Linked DNA regions of Pan troglodytes: region 2 is linked to region 1. The links are chromatin contacts, called in public capture Hi-C maps. All regions are on one chromosome and are shown on one strand. The core of a region is the stretch at or near the end of the contact, and the rest is flanking DNA. Distances in the headings are between cores, read along the strand shown.

Region 1 (3,390 bases), core at 130-2,629:
CCCAAAATGTTGGGATTATAGGCATGAGCCACCGCTCCTGGCCCAGAATCCAGTTTTAAGAATAGCAGAGGAGTGGAAATGAAGCTGTAAGACTGAGTGCAATAGAAATGCTAAATGAATCTGGAAGGGCCACTTGGTCTATAAGCCATGGCTAGGGAGGTGGCGGGGAGCAAGGATGACTGACATCTAAAGCGGAGGATGGATGGGGTTGTGCGGGGGCCACAACTTGTGGTCTGTGTTCTATTCTGATCATATAACATTTTTAAAAATTTTGCATTAATTGCCATTATTTAAAAGTCCAGATTTTTGATGTGTCTGGAACAAATCAGAAGACCTGAATGATGAGATATGCTACTGCCTTTACTGTGTACATGCTGCAGGTGCCTAATATCTGTGGTCAGGCCTGCTTCATTTATTGACCTGCCTAAGCCTGGAGCCCTTAGGATCAGAGAACCCTGTATGATTTAGAGGTGGGACATCTCATCTCGATCTACCTTATAGCTATTAAATGTTATTACAGGCAAAACAGTGCACTTTCCTCCTCTGGATTTTGAGAGCAATTGCTCTTTCCGGTGCTAAGAGAAGAACTGTCTTATGGTCAGTTTTAAAAGAACAAAGATGCCCAAGACTTTGACACGTCTACACACACATAAGACAAAATGATTCTGAGATGTGCGACTCAAGTTAGACATGTCAAAACCAGGAGCCTTTAAAAGTAAAAATGGCAGACAAGATCGAAAAGTCTTTTGTTCTGGCTGTTTGCAAATTGGCCATGCCAGTTTTCCCTTTTTGCAAATGGACTGGATTGAGAGAAGATAAAGGTGAAACTTGCTGCAAGAGAAAGTGAAGAGTGGGCAGAGAGAGGATTGTTGGAGAGGTCTGAGCACGGAGGAGAAAGTTATATAAGGCTTCAGAGAAACTCTTTGGTGAGATCGTTGGGCTCAGCAGATGAGAGACGATGTGGAACAAACACAGGGAGAACAAAGGCAGGAGAGGAAATCCAGGCAGGATCAGCAGATAAGTCAGGGGAAGAAGACAAAGGCAGCTAAATTTAAACAGGAGAGAAAAGATGCCTCAGCGGGGCCAGGAGCAGTCTATAAATACCTTGAAGGCAACAACCTCCAGAAAGAAAGGAAGGATTATTCACTGTCTCCCCAGATGTAGGACAGAGACAGGGGCCAGAAGGAAGCTGAGCTGGCGTCAGGCTGTTCGACCCAGGGAAATAATATGATGCTTGTACTGTGGTAGGAACTGGGCAGTGAGTGGGGACACCAGCTCCTGGGTGGCTGCTCAAAGTGGGATCACCTCCAGGCTAAGCCAGCCTGGGACACTTCAGAGACCCCCAGCCCCTTGCACAGTTGATCTCTGCTGACCAGGAAAGCATCCTCTTGCGGGGAAGGAATCCCCTCGGCTCTGAATGCCGAGACTCGCTGGTGCTCTTTCAAGTCACTTCACTTCTCTAGCTTTTGTCTTTCCTCTTTGTAAAATGGGGGCAATCGCTGTTCGCCTAACAGGGATGTATGAGGATCAAATGAGCTTTTGTGTATGAATGGGTTCTGAAAGCTGTAAAGCCTAGGACTGATCGAAGAAGTATGCTCTGTCCGAGAACCACCTGCCTTTGTTTTCACAGCAGGTCAGGGACATTGTTAAGGGGGAGGAAGATTTCTTCCTTCCCTGTTTCTTTCCTGTTCTTCTCATTTGCATTCTCTCTTGTGTTCTTCCTTCAAGCATTTTGTGATGCACTAACACTCCCCTCAGCCCTGGATATATGGCCCTGAGCAGAGCAGAGTCCTTGCTTTTAAGGAATTAAAAGCTCAATACAGAGAGCAGACATGAACCCACATAACTTCCTCCTGGTGCCATAGTGCCACCGCAGAGGCAGGGGCATAGCCATGAGCGGCTGAGGAGAAGAGGTGCAGTTCAAGTGGGAGGAGGAGCATGTAGCAATGTGCAGAGATGGGAACATCATACTGCGAGTTAGGGAACTGCAGACAATTCAGTGAAGGCTGAAACATGGGCTATGTCTACTGTAGAGGAGCCTGAGACAAGTCTAGTGGGATATACAGGGCTGTGTCTGCAGGATCTTCTAGCCCAAGTCAAGGACCCATGTCCTGTTGATAGAGGGGATGCAGAGAAGGGTTTGGAGCAGGGGAGTACCACAATGACCTTTTTTTTTCATTTTATTTAATAGAAAGTCCTCTATGTAGGCAATGTGGATGATGGACTCAGGCCAATGGCCTGAGCAGAGCCCTGTTCCATTCCCGCTACACATTTGTGTGTGTGTTTGAGGTGGGCAGGGGATTTGAGAAATCTGAGGCACGAGGATTGATGGAGGCGGGTAAAGGGTTAACTCTGGGGCTGAGCTGAGGCTGATGGGTGAAAGTGCTAATTAGCTGAGGGCAAGTTCCAGGAAATTGCCGAGGTTGTGCTTCCTTGCTTAGGCTGAAGATAATACCACTTCCATCCCATACTTCTTCTGGGAGGAAACACCACACCCTAGGGCCCAGCTTCCGTAACTGAGGAGCAGAGCCAGGCACTGCCTCAAGTTCCTTTCTCCTGCCTGTTTGCATTTGTGTTTGAGAAATGGAGGGGGTGGGCAGGGTGAAGCCAAGTCATCATTAAAACTTCTTGAATAGAGAATTTCATGGTGGAAGAAAGCCCTAAAGATCACGTGCAGCAGGCAGCCTTTCGGGAACTCATCCAGCTCCCACCGTATAATCTGAGAACAGTTCTTCTGCCTTGCTCTCCCCATCCCATGTAAGCAGAAATGGACTCTAGTCCATGTTCTTAGGGAATATTTCTTATTCTCTAGTCACAGCTGATTGGGCAAGCAGTGGGTACCTGGCTCAGGAGAACAACCCAGAACCTGGGCTGGCCCAATCATACCCTCCCCAGAAAATTTGGAATTGGGTTGCAGAGAAAATTGTTTAGCTTGCTGTGTGTCTTGACCTTCTCAGACGATCTAGAATTGAGATCTGAAGGGGCCATCTTGGGTAATGGGATGTATGTAGTACAACAGGAAGAGCTCATTTGCAGAGAGAATGCTTTGAAAACAAACTGAATGACAATGTAATGAAAGAGAGTGAAAAAGAGAGAGAGAAAGATAAGCAAATAAAGAAAAAAAGGAAGCAAGAGAAAGACAGGGAGGGATGGCCTTGGCAGCTGAATGACTTTTGTTTTTGGTGTTCCTGTGCTTGGCTTCTGTAAGATACTCCTATATCATTCCAGTAAACTCTTTTTATTTAAGTTAGTTTGAATTTTTTTTGTAACCAAATGGTTACAAAAAACAAAAACAAAAACAAAACAACTAGTCTTGCTCCTTCACAATCAAGAAAGTTTGCACCTAAAATTTCCACACCCTTTTTTTTTGGGAGAAACTCTGTGAGATAT
Region 2 (2,991 bases), core at 149-2,648, 120 kb before region 1:
GCATAGGGTCCCCTACAGAGGAAGGACTTAGTGGACATTTTTTGAGTAAGTCACAGAGCCCTGAAGCCCCAGCTCTGGCTCGGTCACTAATTAGCTGTGTCCCCCACAACCTGTCTGTGCTGAAGTTCCCCTGTCTTAACAGAGTGGCTGCTGCCTGAGAAACAGGAAAACGTATTTCCAGAAAGAGAAAGAGGGAAAGGAAAATATACACACGTATTTTAAGAGATTTGTCTAATTAAATCTGTGAGTGACCTTCAGGGTCCCAGGGCTGACATTGGAATAACTGGGAGGGCTCATGCATAAAGAATATCTCCATGGACACCTTCTTATGTGGGCCAACTCAACAGTGTAGCCACCCTTTTTCCCATGCTAAAATTAGTGAGTGTATAGAAAGAGATTTCAGTGCAAAGTTCATTGAGATAAAAGATTCAGATAAGAGGCTCAGCAGAGAAACAGGTGAAAGGGAACATAAGAAATGCTCAATAAATGTTTTTAGTGGTGGGTAGAGAAATGAGTGGAAGCTGGAATCGCTGTCCTGTGAGCAGCCACAAGGTGGCGCTGGGTGCTCAGCAATGAGATTCCTGCCCCCAGGGACTTGGCTCAACTTTTCTCTGACATTGATAATGTCAGCTTATTAAAAAAAAAAAAAAAAAAAAAAAAAAAAAAAAAAAAAAAGCAGTCTTTTTCTAGTCCATAATTTTCCTTAATAAAACAGGGTAACATTTTCCCTTTCATATGTTGTCTTTACAGAGTGACATGCTTGAGGAAGAGTGATGAATAATACTGAGGATGATTCAACGTCTCTTGGTTTTACTTCTGCACCACCCAAACAGAAAATAATTAGACAAGAACATTTCTTTTTCTATATCAGTATCATAATATGTATTATTACAGTGCGGTGTAATCACATGTCAGAAGAGAATGCGTAGCTCAAAACACTGAACTAGGTGGAGAGGCCGAGGCCTTAATTCTGCAAGAGACTGGGACCTGTGCTGGGTTCTAGCGCCTGTTCAGCGTCAGAATCATCAGCTGGGTAAGTTCCTTTTGCTAAAGGTTCTTCTAGCCCCTGAGCCATAAGGTTCCAGGGTAGACAATTCCAGATACCACAGAGCCCTGGAATAAGGAGAGAGGTTGGGCTTAGGTGCGCCCTCTGGGGTCTCAGGCTGCTGGGTCTGCATCCCGGTGGCGGGGCTGGAAGCCAGTGCTGGGACTCCTGGTGCTCAGGGGGAGGTCAAAGCTGAGTAGCAGCTCATCTCCACCAGAGGTCAGCATCACCGAGCCATCAGAGGCACAGCAGCCAAACAGCCAGGCTCAGGAGGCAGCTCTGTGCTTGAGCTGGCTCACCCATGTCCAGTTCTTCTTTCCACCTCCCCAACCATCCTTAGGCCCCGAGCAGTCCTAAGAGTGGGAGATGCTGTAGCACTAGTGTCGTGCCTTCTTGGCAAGGGTAGATTGCCGCTGGATACCTGTGGGACCCGTGGGACTGATGGTTCATTCATCAGCAGAGCCCCGCTGCATCTGGGGCAGCTACCTCTCTCTGTGCTCACACAAAGCTGTTGACTATCCCACTGGCTTCTGTCAAAGCCTCGGGCAGGCAGGGCAGGCACGTTCCACACTTCAAGGAACTAAGATGGAAAGTATCATTAAAGAAGAAGAACAAGAAAAAAATATGACTTTACAAACTGTTTAAGATTAAGAACTGTCTACCATGGTAGCTAAGACTGCAGATCCTCAAATCAGCCCTCCTAGGTCGAATCCCATCTCCAATACTGAGAAATGGAGGGGCTTAGACAAGTTTCTTATTGTTTCGCATCTCAGTTTCTGCATCTGTAAACTGGGAATATTATCATTCCCATTTATCACTATTGATCCTCTCTACCCATTGGGTTATTGTGGGGATTAAATGAGATGATTGTAACAGAAAATATTAACTGAGCATTTCCCCTGTGCCAGGCATGGACCTGTCTGGTATCTAAGCCTATTATCTCATAATTCTGACAATGCTGTATACGGTTACCCCTATTTTATAGTTGATGAAACTGAGGCTTCATATACTAGCAGAACTAGTATTTGAAACCAGCTATTTTTGCTTCCAGGGTTTACTTTTTAAATCGTGGTCCTTCACTAGAACAGTGCCTGCTGACATGGAGTAAGCACTTAATAAATAAGAGCCATTATTATTATTATTAATAATTTTGTTTTAAGTTCTGGGATACATGTGAAGAACATGCCGGTTGGTTACATAGGTATACATGTGACATGGTGGTTTGCTGCACCTATCAACCCATCATCAAGGTTTTAAGCTCTGCATACATTAGGTATTTGTCCTAATGCTCTCCCACCCTTGCCCTCCACCCCCCACCAGGCCCCAGTGTGTGATGTTCCCCTCCCTGTGTCCATGTGTCCTCATTGTTCAACTCCCACTTATGAGTGAGAACATGCTGTGTTTGGTTTTCTCTTCCTGTGTTAGTTTGCTGAGAATGATGGTTTCCAGCTTCATTCATGTCCCTGCAAAGGACATGAACTCATTCTTTTTTATGGCTGCATAGTATTCCATGGTGCATATGTGCCACATTTTCTTTATCCAGTCTATCATTGATGGGCATTTGGGTTGGTTCCAAGTCTTTGCTATTGTAAATAGTTACTAGTATTATTTACTAGTATTGTTATTGCTGTTATTGTGGAGTTATTCATAGCTTGATCTTCATGTCTACAGGTCAATGAGTAATTACAAACATGCTGGTTTTACAAATTATCTTTTTATCATCATAGCTGTGAGCCTATGTGAATTTTTCTCCACTCAATCTCATCATCCTTCAGACAGGCGGAGAGAGCGGGATCCATCTATGAGATTTCTCTGCCATCCCCCTCCACTGAAGCAACAGCAGGTCATATCTGAATGCAGAAGCATGGCCTTGTGCTGGGAAAACACATCCTGGCTGTAGAGCTCTCAGGCTTCTAGAGTCAAAGCCAAGGGTTCAAATCCTCTCT

What was found. Capture Hi-C pulls out chosen DNA fragments and counts their contacts.
Region 2: a contact with region 1 is called in a capture Hi-C map of stem cell-derived neural stem cells, with 6 times the contacts expected there. The contact joins two enhancer-like sites. A contact is called at or near these places in 4 of 7 Hi-C or Micro-C datasets (blood, induced pluripotent stem cells and stem cell-derived neural progenitor cells) and 1 of 1 other capture datasets (stem cell-derived neural stem cells).

The regions. Positions count from the first base shown.
Region 1 is chr9:59,397,105-59,400,494 of NHGRI_mPanTro3-v2.0_pri, reverse strand. No RefSeq gene overlaps it. Among named protein-coding and RNA genes, the nearest start is that of LRRC55, 55 kb to the left of the region's middle. Within about 2 kb of position 1,379, at least 5 of the 24 cell types and tissues checked have an H3K27ac peak or open chromatin away from gene starts, as enhancers often do. A contact at or near this core is called in stem cell-derived neural stem cells, where this site is marked.
Region 2 is chr9:59,521,753-59,524,743 of NHGRI_mPanTro3-v2.0_pri, reverse strand. No RefSeq gene overlaps it. Among named protein-coding and RNA genes, the nearest start is that of APLNR, 11 kb to the right of the region's middle. Within about 2 kb of position 1,398, at least 4 of the 24 cell types and tissues checked have an H3K27ac peak or open chromatin away from gene starts, as enhancers often do. A contact at or near this core is called in stem cell-derived neural stem cells, where this site is marked.